Linked DNA regions of Mus musculus: region 2 is linked to region 1. The links are chromatin contacts, called in public capture Hi-C maps. All regions are on one chromosome and are shown on one strand. Each heading gives the region's core, a stretch centred on a gene start, on an enhancer-like site or on the middle of the called end of the contact. The rest is flanking DNA. Distances are from core to core; before and after follow the strand shown.

What was found. Capture Hi-C pulls out chosen DNA fragments and counts their contacts.
Region 2: a capture Hi-C map of embryonic stem cells shows a contact between it and region 1, with 2.4 times the contacts expected there. The contact joins two enhancer-like sites. A contact is called at or near these places in 10 of 39 promoter capture datasets (the 3T3-L1 cell line, the C10 cell line, the HPC-7 cell line and 6 more), 1 of 115 datasets of contacts at active chromatin or transcription factors (embryonic stem cells) and 2 of 9 other capture datasets (embryonic stem cells and liver).

What each region holds. Positions count from the first base shown.
Region 1 is chr2:156,341,380-156,348,113 of GRCm38.p6, reverse strand. It overlaps Cnbd2 (cyclic nucleotide binding domain containing 2), which reads right to left. Exons shown (of 13, transcript NM_027585.2): 8 at 6,374-6,512. It also overlaps the pseudogene Gm14253. Among named protein-coding and RNA genes, the nearest start is that of Scand1, 32 kb to the right of the region's middle. Within about 2 kb of position 3,028, at least 50 of the 459 cell types and tissues checked have an H3K27ac peak or open chromatin away from gene starts, as enhancers often do. A contact at or near this core is called in embryonic stem cells, where this site is marked.
Region 2 is chr2:156,598,487-156,606,100 of GRCm38.p6, reverse strand. No RefSeq gene overlaps it. Among named protein-coding and RNA genes, the nearest start is that of Gm14169, 11 kb to the left of the region's middle. Within about 2 kb of position 2,215, at least 5 of the 459 cell types and tissues checked have an H3K27ac peak or open chromatin away from gene starts, as enhancers often do. A contact at or near this core is called in embryonic stem cells, where this site is marked.

The sequences.
Region 1 (6,734 bases), core at 1,779-4,278:
GAGTGAGTTCTAGGACAACCAGGGCTACACAGAGAAACCCTGTCTTGAAAAAACAAAAACAGGGGTCCTTCCGGCGTCGCCTGAGTGAATTGATCCGGGAGTTGAAGAGGGCTCCAAAGGTGGGAAGTGAAGTCCGTGCCTCAGTTGCCGATTGCTGTTCTTCTTTGTGTACCAGTCTTTATCACATACACATAAAAAAGGGAAGAAATTCGGCAGTGAATGAAGATTCCTCTGCATTTTAGCATTGCTTTTTCTACTGTAGTTGGCTTTTGAATGAGGATGACAATGGAAGAGATGAAGAATGAAGCTGAGATCACTTCCATGGTTTCTATGCCTCTCTATGCAGTCATGTATCCTGTGTTTAATGAGCTAGAACGAGTAAATTTGTCTGCAGCTCAGACTCTGAGAGCCGCTTTCATTAAGGCTGAAAAGGAAAATCCAGGCCTCACACAAGACATCATTATGAAAATATTAGAGAAAAAAAGTGTAGAAGTTAACTTCACTGAGTCCCTCCTTCGTATGGCAGCTGATGACGTAGAAGAGTACATGATTGAGCGGCCAGAGCCAGAATTCCAGGACCTAAATGAAAAGGCACGGGCACTTAAACAGATTCTCAGTAAGATTCCCGATGAGATCAATGACAGAGTGAGGTTTCTGCAGACAATCAAGGATATAGCTAGTGCAATAAAAGAACTACTTGATACAGTGAATAATGTCTTCAAAAAATATCAGTACCAGAACCGCAGGGCACTTGAACACCAAAAGAAAGAATTTGTAAAATACTCCAAAAGTTTCAGTGACACTCTAAAGACTTATTTTAAAGATGGCAAGGCAATAAATGTGTTCATAAGTGCCAACCGGCTAATTCATCAAACCAACTTGATACTTCAGACCTTCAAAACTGTGGCCTGAAAGTTGTATATGTTAAGAGATGTACTTCTCAGTGGCAGTATTAAACTGCATTTATCTGTAAATTTTAAAGTTTGACTGTATAAATTATCAGTCCCTCCCGAGGGACCTAATCCAGGATGTTGAATGGGATTATTGCCATCTTACACCATATTTTTGTAAAATGTAGCTTAATCATAATCTCACACTGAAGATTTTGCATCACTTTTGCTATTATCATTCTTTTAAGAATTATAAGCCAAAAGAATTTACGCCTTAATGTGTCATTATATAACATTCCTTACAAGAACTGTAAATATTGGTGTTTGTTTCTGACATTTTAACTTGAAAGTGATATGCTGCAAGATAATGTATTTAACAATATTTGGTGGCAAATATTCAATAAATAGTTTACATCTGTTAAACATTTCTTTACTTGAAAAAAGATGCATATATATATGTGTGTGTGTATATATGATCAGAAGACCAAGACAACTTGGTATAATGTTAAAGATCTTCTAATGGGAGCTTACTAGCAGTTTATCAAAAAATAAAGGAACGAGAATTCCAAAAACAAAAAAAAAGAAAAGAAAAGAAAAGAAAAAACAAAAACAAAAAAAAACCCAAAACCAAAACCAAAAAAAAAAAAAACAAAAACAAAAAAACAGACCTATGATTCTGGCTGGAAGGTGGGGTAGGCATAGGTGGAACTGGGTGGCTTTAGGACAGTACAGTTATTATATATCACACTAGGTTGATACTTGCCAATACCCATAGGCTGTCCAACACCAGGAGGGTGTCCTGGAATGCGCTATATAGCCCAGGCTGGCCTCAGTTTTGAATCAATCTTCTGATGTCAGTGTCTCAGGTGCTTGGACTGCAAGAGCACAGACATACACCACTGCACCTGGATGAGACTCTGATTTATTGGGGTTTTTTGTTTTTGTTTTTGTTTTGTTTTGTTTTGTTTTGTTTTGTTTTGTTTTGTTTTGTTTTTTGAGGCCATGTCTCATAGCCAACGATGACTCCCAACTCCCTAGATAGCTAAGGATGACGCTGAACCCCTGTGTCTACCTCCGGATGGTAGGATTACATAGAGCGGCCACTGTACCTGACAGAACTTGTGTCTCATGAGCTCCCAACTATGGCTGCCGGCTGGGCTGGGCCCTGTTTAGAAGCCCTGGGGTGGCAGATGAACATTAACCAAGGATGCTTTAAAAAAAGTTATTTTTTTAAAAGACTTATTATTTTTTGATTGCACACAGATGCACTTGTGCAAAGGTGTGTGTGTGTGAGTGTGTGTGTGTTTGTGTGTGAATTCAGTTGCCATCTGAGGCTAGAAGAATGTATCACATACCCTGGAGCTGGAGTTACAGGTGGTTGGTAGCCTTCATAAGAACAGTACATGTTCTTAATAGCCGAACCATCTCTCTAACACACCTTCTGTTTTTTTTTTTTTTTTTTTCTTTTTTTGGTTTTTCGAGGCAGGGTTTCTCTGTGTAGCCCTGGCTGTCCTGGAACTCACTCTATAGACCAGGCTGGCCTCGAACTCAGAAATCTGCCTGCCTCTGCCTCCCGAGTGCTGGGATTAAAGGCGTGCACCACCATGCCCGGCTCACACACCTTCTTTAAAATTAAAAAAAAAAAAAAGATTTTGAACATTAAACTATTGCAAGACTTTTTGAATGAGTGGTCCCATTTTTTGTTTGTTTGTTTTTGTTTTGTTTTGTTTTGTTTTGTTTTAACCAGACAGGGTTTCTCTGTGTAGACCTGGCTATCCTGAAACTCACTCTGTAGACCAGGCTGAACTCAGAGTTCTGCCTGCCTCTGCCTCCCGAGTGCCTGAGATTAAAGGCGTGTGCCACCACGCCCGGCCGTGAGTGGTCCCATTTTACAGATGAATAATGGAGGTGAGAACAGAATGAAAGCCATTCCAGTGGCCCTGGGTGGTCCTGTAACCTCAGCCTTCCAAGCCTGAGGCAGAGAACATGAAGTTTAGCATAGTCAGTCCCCCGAACCTGTAGAGTCCGGAAGCCAATCATTTCAATTCCTGCTCTTGCAGCAAAGGTGCTGGGGCTCTTTGGGTCCCACTGGTGGATGTGCTGGTTCCCACAGGCTGGGAAGTGCTGGTTAGCTGCTTGTTTACTGTGGGCAAGGGCTGTGAGAGTGGCTTCCTCCTTCGCCTGAGTATCGGGCATTTGCAGTTCAGAATCTGCCTCGGCAGCTTTCCCCACCCCTCCAGCCCTCCACCAATCTGCTACCTACTTAACTAACAGGCCTGAGATAAATCCCCTTTTGCTCTGGTGATAGCCAGCCTTAATCCCTTTGGGAGAGGGGCCTGGCCCGGGAAGAACAACACTCCCCCCAGTGGTGCTGATAAGTTTAACAATGGAGAAACGTGCACTTTCCCCAGGCACACAAATGTTACCACATAAGGGGTGCATTAGGCCCCCGCATGGGGCATAGGAATTCTCAACAGTGGAGACAGGAGGATGAAGAGTTCAAGGCCACCTTGGGCTACAAATAGATGCCCTGTCTCCAAAATAAGACTGGCAGATGTTAGAAAATGTATAATTAATATAAACTATCTTTTAAGGGGGCATGGGGGTGTATCTCAGTGGTAAATACACCCGTGGTTCAATCCTTGGCATGACAAAAATAGGGGGTGCCAACACTACTCATATTGAATAAAATACGCACACTTATTAGAAATTCCCTAGTGAGTTTTAAAAAAATCCCAAAAGCCATCTCTCAGTCTCACATGAGGCTTCCTCTTGAGAGGGCCTCATGCCACAGCATGGATGTGGAGGCCAGAGGACAGCTTGGGATTGGTTCTCAACATCCACCGTGTCAATGAATCCCAGGGATTGAACTCAGGTCATCAGGCTTGGCGGCAAGCTCCTTTGCTCACTGAATCATATTGCTGGCCCCAAGATCCTTTTTGTATTTGATTTTTTCCTCATAGAACACCATGGCCCCAGGTTACTGAAGGCACGAATCATTTTTTAGATTTTAGGCAAGAGAACTTTCCAAGCTCAGGAATTCCTGGTTTGTCCCACCGGCCTGGTTTTTTTTTTGTTTGTTTGTTTTTTGTTTTTTGTTTGTTTTTCGGGTTTTTTTGTTTGTTTGTTTTGTTTTTGAGGCAGTGTTTCTCTGTGTAGCCCTGGCTGTCCTGGAACTCACTTTGTAGACCAGGCTGGCCTCAAACTCAGAAATCCGCCTGCCTCTGCCTTCGGAGTGCTGGGATTAAAGGCGTGCGCCACCACACCCGGCCCACCGGCCTGTTTTGACCTCCCCCTATTGATCTCCAAAAGATCTGGTTCATTTGTCTCCTCTCACACTCTCTGCCCTGTCGAGCAAGCGTTTTCCTACCGGGTCTTCAGAGGATGACCACTTGGTATGCAGCAGACACTTGAAATAGTATGCATTTAATTAGTATTCATTAAGTGTCCTGTCCCGCCCTTTTCTTAATCACTCCACTGGTGGGAGGGGTCTCTGTCATTTCCATTTGATGTTTGTGAAGTCACAACGGAATGGAAATGTTTTCTGGAGTCCCTTTCCCAAATCTGTCTGTTGTTACATCATGGCTGCAGCTCAGAAGCGGAGGGGAGTGGGGGAGGAAGTGTCAGTTGCGATCCAGTTATACTTCCAATTTACAGTGAGCTCCTGGGGGTCTCACCCTCCCTCATCCTGATTTTCTAGTCCCCATTGAGATGAGCTTTTATGTCTTTTCCTGCTCCAAAGGCAGGCTCAGGGAGCACTCCTCCCAGAGGCAAGCAACCGCACTTGGTCCCCTATCCTGCGGTGACACTGTCTGCTTGAGGACGACAAATGGGTTGGTTTCATGTTGTGGCACTGCAGCATACTGAGGCTCTCTGTCACTATCTTCCACAGTAAACTCAAGGCTCGGACAGGAAGTCAGTGCACGGCGTGCGGTTGGTTCCACAAAATGAATCTGGCCAGTTTTGGGCCTCTGCTCTTGACTGAGAAAGCCTCTAGAGTTGCCTGCAGGAGTTACATGAATCCCAAAGAGCTCCCATTGTTATCCCGTGTCTCCTATATGAGTGTTCTAAAATATCTTTACATGTGATTATTATCAACAAAGTTATAAGTTAAACAACAAAAAAAAGTATTGTGTTACCAACTCATAAAATGGCTGATATGTAACACTCAGCTGGGGATGCCCACACAAGCCAATTCCAGAGCATGTCAGTCCTGTGTATACCTTGGATCTACGGGTCTCATCTTCCTCTCGGCTCCTTCAGGAAGTTCCTTCAAAGCCTCCAGCCTTGCAGCAGTCCTCCCAGTCCCTGGAAACCACTTATAAATATCCCTGGCACTTGGCATTGTCAGCTTTGACTATGCTGCAGGTCCAGTGGACGAGACGGAGAAAATGAGCCTTCCCCATCTTTGCCTCCGTTCATACCCTGGACCAGCATAAGGTTGGCCAAAATGCACCAAATGTCTTTGGTGATGTGCAGTGTAAGGAACTGGCCGGTCAACTTCAGTCCCAGTTCTCTAGAAGAGCTTTGGAGTCAGACAGAGCTGGGTTGAACCTTGCCCCCTCCCTTCCACTCCATGACCGTAGACAGCCATATTCTTGTACCTTGGTTATTCTCTGTCAGAAGAGAGCGAGTGCCCTACCAACCTCTGGGAGGCTAGTGTGAGGCCAAAATGAGACGGGAGTTGTGAAACCTAAACGAACTCATCTGTGGTTATAGCTACCCATAGTCTTCCTAAGTGTGAATATTAACTGGGAAGCTTTAGAAGCGCACAGATCGTAAGCCTGAAGTTGTGCACCTTTCTGAGTACCACGAATCTATTTCTTGCCACCCTTTTCTGTCATGCCTGGGACATGAGCCATGACCAGTGTGTCCATGGCATATGCACCGTCTACCTGGGAGGCCTGTTAAATCCCTCAGTTAACAGCTCCACTGTGCAAACATCAGGTGACTGTTTTACCTCACAGTGGCCCCAGAACACACAAATTGTGGTTTATTTTGTGATAGAAATACAATTTCTATAAATTTCATCTTAGGCTATTAGAAAAAAAAAGGTGAGGATATGGTTCTTCCGTATTTAACAGCTGCTTTATGATGACTTAGTCTCCTGCTGTGTCTAAGTTATGAAGCTGAATTATAGGGGTGTATGCAGCAAAAGATGTAGTTCATAGAGTTAGGTCCTACGCTCATTTTCCAACATTCGAAATGCACTCCCATCCCCACCTCCACTAACAGGGGTGCACTGTACATCCCGACCCACTGAGGCACAGTGACCCACTGAGACACAGTGACCCTCTGAGGCACAGTGACCCACTGAGACACGCTCTCTGTGCTTTGCCCCGGAGGCATGAAGCCAGAACAAGGAAGGTCAGAAAAATACACGTGCTGTGTATACTGCAGAACAGGCTCAAATATGTCTGCCTGGCCCGAGGGCTTTAGATGAGACCTGCTCTTCCCAGCTTTGCTCCCAGATCAGACCTCACCTGGCAGATAAATGTGATGAATGCCGAATTCATAAAGTCTTTAGACACCATCTGTCCGTATGAGAACCTCTCTATCCTCCCCAAGGCCACCAGCTTCCAGAGCTTCTCTTCAGACCAAGACTGGAATATGTCCAAGTTCCTGGGGGAGAGAGAAGCCTATTAGAACTTTGGCTCTTGGGAAAATGCCTGGGGTGTAAGATTTTGCCAGGACACATGCAGGTACCTCACCCAGTCTGTGGTCACCCATTTCTTCAAGGCCTCCTCTTCAGCTGAGGGCCCCTCCTTGTTGCTGCTCAAACTCTGGGGTTGCGCAGTACCCCACTCTGATTCTATATCCAGGAATCTTCTTCCAAATCTCCTC
Region 2 (7,614 bases), core at 966-3,465, 260 kb before region 1:
CCAGTGCTCCCTGTCTTTATTCAGCCACTCACGCATCCTTTTCATGGATACCCATTGAGTCTATGCCTCGGGTGCGGTGGCCTTTGGAGACTAGAGAGAACACAGCTGTCTCAGAGGGATGCCAACCCATCCTCCACAGCGTGGAAGCCCTGGTCTGCAGAGATGAAGGATGGAACCTAAGGCAAAAGAGGAGGGCAGGGAGGACTCTCCATCCTGAGGGCATGTGCAGAGACTGGTGCACATGAGTCAGATCATGGAGATAAAGAGCCACGTAGGTCAGCAGGGGACAAATCATGACAGATTCTATGTCCTTGCAAGGAGTAGGGGCCTCTGCTGAAGGTGATGGGGTCTAGAGAGGCTGAGGCTGAGGCTGGGAGAGAGATGTTTGCCTTTTGTGTATGGTCTTCAGAACTCATTCTGTTTCTCCATACTTGAGTTTCCTCATCGGTATAAACGGGATAAGAAAATCCCACAAGAAGGATGCTCTGAGGAGGACATCCAAGGAGGAAGGAACCCGTGGGTGTGAGAGGAAAGAATGAGCCAGTGGGTGAAAGAGCTTCTGCTCAGCACAGGAACACCTGCTGTCCTGAGCTCAGGACTCAAGCCTCAATCCAACCTGTTTCCTGTCCCATCCCTGGCCACTGGGCCTCCAGGTCACTCAGAGGCCACAGGGCTAAAGGCTGGCATGTCTTCAGGGCCACCGGGGGGTGGGGGAGGCAAACACACGGACAAGGCCACACATTGTTCTTTGGGTTGCTGAAAACATTTTCTGCCTCTGCTCTCTGATACAGATGTGCCTCCAGGTCCTGCCCTGAAGCTTTCTGGGATGGGAGTTGGAGGGAGGCAACCTGGGTCTCCTTGCCTCCTCCAGGGGCCAGCACAGCCTGCCTCTGCCTCCCCAAGGCCCAAGCCACCATCTGCTCCCACCCAAGGCCTCGGCTCTTTTCTTAAAATAATTCCTACTGTTTCCTTGGAGACATCTCTCTCACAGAAGAAAGGGAACATGGGAGGAGAGAGGGAAGCAGCAGGAGAGGTTGAGTCCTGTACTCTGAGCACCTACTGTGTGCCAGCCTGGCCTTTATGCACTTTTTGAGCTAGGGGCCAGACCACCTAACAGTTGGAGCAAGCCTTGAAGCCCTGCAGTCCCCGTCCCCATACCAAGACACATGGATCTGTAGGATTCAAAGGCAGAGACATGTTTGGGTCTATGAAGACCATTCTCACCCCAAATCCTAATGTCCTGACCAGGATATGAGCAGCCTCCCCAGCTCCTTCCTTTCCTTGGTGCAATTCCAAACGTCTCCGTGGGCCAGATTGTATGTAAGACCCAGACCAGCAGCAATGGGAGAAGTTTAAAAGTCTCAGTTTAAAATAAGACTAAGTTGCCTCGGGCTGCAGATACATTAACAGCTCAGTTGGTAGAGTGTTTGCCTTGCATTCATGAAACTCTGGGTTCAAATCCAAGCACCATATAAACTAGGAACAGTAGAACACACCCAAAATCCCAGGACTAAGGAGGTGAGGCCAAAGGATCAGTGAGTTCGAGTCTAGCCTGGCCTACCTGAGACCCTGTCTTGGGGAGGGGTGGGATGTCACCTGCCTTGAGCAGTCACATGGTGGGGAGTGGGGAGCGTGAGGGCCTATTGATTTCCCATGAGCAGTAAGAAAGACCCCAGACAGTCATTTCAGCTGCTTCTCCCAAGGCCCCTGCTGGATTCACAAACTCATTTTCCAAGTAAAAAACTGAGGTCCAAAAAAGTGACTTCGCACATAAAGTAGCCGAGGCTGGAGTCTGTCTCAGGCAGAGACAGACTCTGTCTCCAATGGGCAGAGAGCACTTGTTTGAATTGCCATTCCCAGACCAACACAGAACCTTGCTGGGGGTGGGTGGGTATGTGGGAAGCCATTGGCCCTCCCATGGCAAGGGAGAAGTAAAAGGGAGAGAGACGTGCCACAGGCCCTCTCCAGCCCCAACACTCTCAAGCTAGCCCTAAAGCCATTGTCACCAGGGTAACACACAGACATCTACAGAGGGACATCTAGCTCCCACCTGCTTGCGCAGGCACCCTGTGAGCCCCTTTCAAAGTGCCTCACAACCCTAACCTGTGTGTCCTTTCTGGGGGCCCTGGTTGGTGCCACTGCTCTACATCTTGGATTAGGAGGCAGATAAGCCTAGGAGACCGAGTCAGCTGACAAAGATTTCTGTAGTCACACCCACGTGGGTGTGTCTGTGCGCGTTGGGTTAATGCTTCCGTCTGCTCTTTCATATTGGAGGGCTACAGGATACACTCAGCACGACAGGTCTTTCTGCTGGGTCTGGAGCAGGCAGGGAGACAAGGAAAGAGTTGCTGACAGGGGCTGGCATGGGCCAGAGGTTGTCCCCGTGCATCTCCACAGACAGTGGCAGAGGACCCGGGCTGTAGTTTTGCTCTGGGAAGACCCTCAGCTGCAGGCTAAGGGCTCGGCCTTCATCTCAGAAGCAGAGCTGAGCCAGTCTGAGGCTCAGAACAGTCAGGGTGCGAGCAGGTGCTGCTTTGCCAGGAGTACGAGGCTTGGAGAAGGAGACCCTGTTGAGAATGTGAGGCCATAGAGATGGGGAGGGCTACCGAGAGGGGTAAGGCTGTGGGAAGCGGGCCACGGAGCAGGGGTGAGGCTCAGGGTGATGTGAGGAAGCTAGAATTCCACCTTTAAGGCCAAGGCTTTTCTTCTGGTCCCAAGGAGTCTCCTCATGATCCAGAGCCCTTAAGACAATGCCAGGAAAATGCACAGTGAGGGAGCGGCTAGGCCGGAGAGACAATGACTGAAGGCAAGGAGTGGACAGGATTACTGATGGAGAGCCAGGAGTCAGCCTGGAAAATCACTGAACTCTTTAAGGAATGGCAAGCTTAGTCGGGCATGATGACCCACGCATGCTTTAATTCCAGCACTGGGGAGGCAGAGGCAGGCAGATCTCGGAGTTCGAGGTCAACCTGGTCTACAGAGCAAGTTCCTGAACAGCCAGGGCTACACAGAGAACCTCGTCTCAAAAACAAACAAACAAGTAGAGGCGCTGGGGGCTAATCAGGCAGAATGTCTTGAGAAGGCAATATCTAAGGAAAAGAGTAAAAAAGGACCCAGTAGTGCTGACATTCCTGTAATCCTTGCTTGGGGAATCAAGGCAAGAGGATCAAGATCAGCTACGAAGCCAATTCAAGACCAGCTTGGACTCCACGCAAAGACCAAACCCAAAATCCAGCCAAGCTCGACCAAAATGAAAATGAAACACAAAGTTCAAGAACAAAGGGGATGAAGGGCATCCCCGCTCCCCGCCCCCCCCCAGGTTGGAGTGGAAACATTCCAGACAGAGGGCGTGGTCTATGCAAAAAGTCAAAGGTGGGAAACACACACACACACACACAGAGAGAGAGAGAGAGAGAGAGAGCTAGATTAAAAAACAACAACAAACTCTAGAGGTCGAAAGAGATGACTGGGTTAAAAGCACTGACTGTTCCTTCAGAAGACCTGTGTGGTTTAGATCCCAGCACCCACACTGTACATTGCTCACAGCTACCTGCAACTCCAGCTCCAGATCTGACCCCCTCCTCTGGCCTCCTTGGTACCTGCACTCTTGTGGACACACAAACAGTTAAAAATAAAATAAACTGAATTTTCTTTTGTCTTCTCTTTCCTTTTAGTTTTGTTTCTTCTTTTCTTTTCTTTTCTTTTCTTTTCTTTTCTTTTCTTTTCTTCCCTTTCCTTTCCGTTCCTTTTCTTTTCTTTTCTCTTCTTTTCTTTTCAAGACAAGGTCTCACTGTGTAGATCTGGCTTCCCTGAAACTTATTATGTAGACCAGGCTGGACTTGAACTCTGATCTGCTTGCCTCTGCCAAACAAGTACTGGGATTAAACACCTGCACCACTAACACTATGCCCAGCTAAAATAAATCTTCGAAAAATGTTTCAAGATTATACAGAAAGAATTTAAACTACCATGCATGCCAGAAACAAAGAAGGAACCTGAGCCCCCAAAGAAGTGCCACGCTGAGGCTGAGAACATTATGCTGGGGAGAGGGGGTTGGATGGCTACGGCCCCCACAGATTCATGTGTTTGCATGCTTGGCTCATAGGGAGTGGCGTTATTAGGAGGCGAGGCCTTGTTAGAGGAAGTATGTCACCATGGAGGCAGGCTTTGAGGTCCCATATGCTCAAGCCACGTCCAGTGTGGCACACAGTCTCCTGCTGCTGCCTGCAGATCAAGATATAGAGCTGTTGGCATCTCCTGCACACTGCCAGGCTTTCCACCATGATGAGAATAGACTAAACCTCTGAAACTGTAAACCAGCCCCAGCTAAATGTTTTCCTTTGTAAGAGTTGCTGCGGTCATGGTGTCTCTTCACAGCGATCAGACCCTGACTAAAGCATGGGGTAACACCAAGTCTGTGAAATACGGACTCGAGAACAGTATGACGTTGCCAAAGGGTAGATGCTCAGAGCAACTCATGCCACCCAGAGCCAGATCTATCTGTCTCAGGCTTGGGCTTAAGTGAGATTAAAGAAAAATATCTCCCAAGAAGCTGGGAACTGGCCCCTACCTAGTCAAGTTCATGACTTGAGTTTTAAGAATTGATTTGGTGCCGGGCAGTGGTGGCGCACACCTTTAATCCCAGCACTTGGGAGCAGGCGGATTTCTGAGTTCGAGGCCAGCCTGGTCTACAGAGTGAGTTCCAGGACAGCCAGGGCTACACAGAGAAACCCTGTCTCGAAAAACCAAAAAAAAAAAAAAAAAAAAAAAAAGGAAAGAATTAGTTTCAAAATATTTAAACTGAAACCAGGTGCAGTGGTACACACCTTTAACCCAAATACTCAAGAGGCAGAGACTGGTGGATGGTTCACTGTGAGTTCTAGGCCAGCTAGGGCTACACAAAGAGACCATTGTCTTAAAACAAAACCAATAACATTCAAACTAAAGATTACAAGTTAAAGTGAAAATAAAATACAACTTGAGCATCTACAGTTGGTTCTGGAAGCTAAGCATGGTGGTGCAATGCCTATAATCTGAGCTCTCAGGAGGCACAAAGTTGAGGCTGGCCTGACCTGCGAAGTGGGTTCCAGGCTAACCATGGCTACACAGTGAGACCCCGTCTCGCATCCCCAAAAGTTGGTTCTGGAGAACAGAGCAGAGGGGAGAGAAGGAGAAGAGCACAAGTTCAAAGGTAAGTCCTAGCCCTGATGAGTGACAAAAGGCCACCAGTACAGCTGCTCCAGGTGTTTAAATGATAGTGAGAAGATATCAGAAAGCATCGTTATGGCAGAAATTTAATGATTCAGTTGATACAGACAATCCCTTAAAAAGCATGACATACTAGAATGGATTTAAAAAGAAATTTAAATATTGACTAGCTCTAACATCTAGTAAAGAAATTAAATTTGTGACTTAAAAACCTTGTGAAGGGGGCTAGCGAGATGGCTCGGGCTAAGAGCACTGACTGCTCTTCCGAAGGCCCTGAGTTCAAATCCCAGCAACCACATGGTGGCTCACAACCGTAATGAGACTTGACGCCCTCTTTTGGTGCATCTGAAGATAGCTTATGTATAATAATAAATAAATCTTTGGGCCAGAGCAAGCAGGGCCAACTGGAGCGAGCAGAGGTCCTAAAATTCAATTCCTAACAACCACATGAAGGCTTACAACCATCTGTACAGCTACAGTGTACTCACATGCATAAAATAAAATAAAATAAATCTTAAAAACAAACAAAACAAAACAACAACAACAACAAAAAAAAAAAACACTCATGAAGAAAGCACTAAGACCAGGAAGCCTGCCTGGCAAATCTCCCCAGACCTCAGAGAATAGAGTGTATCAACCCCACAAATTCCTCTGGAGATGCTGGGCGGTGATGGCCACGCCTTTAATCCCAGCACTTGGGAGGCAGAGGCAGGCGAATTTCTGAGGCCTTTGCCCACTGATCCATCTCACCATCCCAGATTTGCCATTTTAACAGAATGGCCTAAAAATGGTTTCAAGAGATGTAGGAATTTTTTTAGATTTATTTATTATTATATGTAAGTACACTGTAGCTGTCTTCAGACACACCAGAAGAGGTTGTCAGATCTCATTACGGACAGTTGTGAGCCACCATGTGGTTGCTGGGATTTAAACTCAGGACCTTTGGAAGAGCAGTCAGTGCTCTTACCTGCTGAGCCATCTCTCTCCAGCCCAGGAATTTTTATTTGGTAAAATCAACCCCTATTAATAGTTCAAAAATGGTTAGCACACTAGGAATTTTATGAAGAGCACATATGAAACCCTACAACCCACACCACACTTATCAGCAGGAAGTAGAATGCTTCTCCCTCTAGATTAATAGTCTACCACCACTATATTAGTTCAGTGTCCTTTTATAGTCAATGAAATAAGGCAAGAAAAATGTGCAAACTGGAACAGAAGATATAAAAATACAAATTTTTAGCTGGGTGTGGTGGCGCATGCCTTTAATCCCAGCACTTGGGAGGCAGAGGCAGGCGGATTTCTGAGTTCGAGGCCAGCATGGTCTACAAAGTAAGCTCCAGGACAGCCAAGGCTACACAGAGAAACCCTGTCTCAAAAAACCAAAAACCAAAAACCAAGTTTCACAGGTGACATTGCACCTGTGGGAAAAGCTTAAAGAACATATCAAATACTAGCAATAAAAACATGAACTGAGGGGCTGGGGAGATGGCGAGAAGACGAAGCACTTGTCGTGCTAGCATAGGACCAGAGTTTGAATCCTCAGAAGCTATGGAGAGTCAGATGCAGATTTGGTGTATATCTGTAACTCTGGGATGCCTGTGGCGAGAACTGGTAGCAGAGACAAGGAGTCCCCAGGAGCTCCTGGGCCAGCCCGCCTGGCCTGGCATCGGTGAACAGTGAGAGACCCTGTTGAGGGTCTCAACATGCAAGGTTGTCCTCTGATCGCCACACGTGTACCATGGTACTTATGTGCCCACACTCACACATGACTATTCACCCACAGAGACATGCACATACACATGAGACATATATCACACATACAGCATATACACATACAAAATATTAAGTGAGTTTAGGAGAGAGACGGCTTGATTTTTTTTTAAAGATCACATTCATTTATTTATTGTGTATAGGCTCCTGGGGTGGAGGGGGGCACCATGGGCATGCGGCAGTCAGAAGACAGTTTGAGGGAGTTGGTTTTCTCTTTTCCCCACATGAGTGCCAAGGGTCAAACTCAGTCATCAGGCTTGGGGGCAAGTGGCTTTACTCACTGAGTCATCTTACTATTTCCCTTATTTGTGTGGTACGGATCTCACTCTGTAGACTAAGCTGGCTTTGAACTCACAGAGCTCCACCTGCCTCTGCCTCCCAAGTGCTGGGATTAAAGGCTGGTGCACGACTCCAGCCCGTCTGGATGTTTTTAAATAGACCAAAGATCTTAAGACTCACCTCAGCAAAAACACACAGACATCAGGCCGTAGGTACGTGAGCACTGCTCTGCGTCTTATTTGTTCAGTGCCTGCAAATCAACATGACAGTGTCATCTACCTCTACAGACACATCTATTAGAATGACAGAAATCAAGAACACTGCTGTCAGATGCTGCCCGGGATGTGAGGCCAC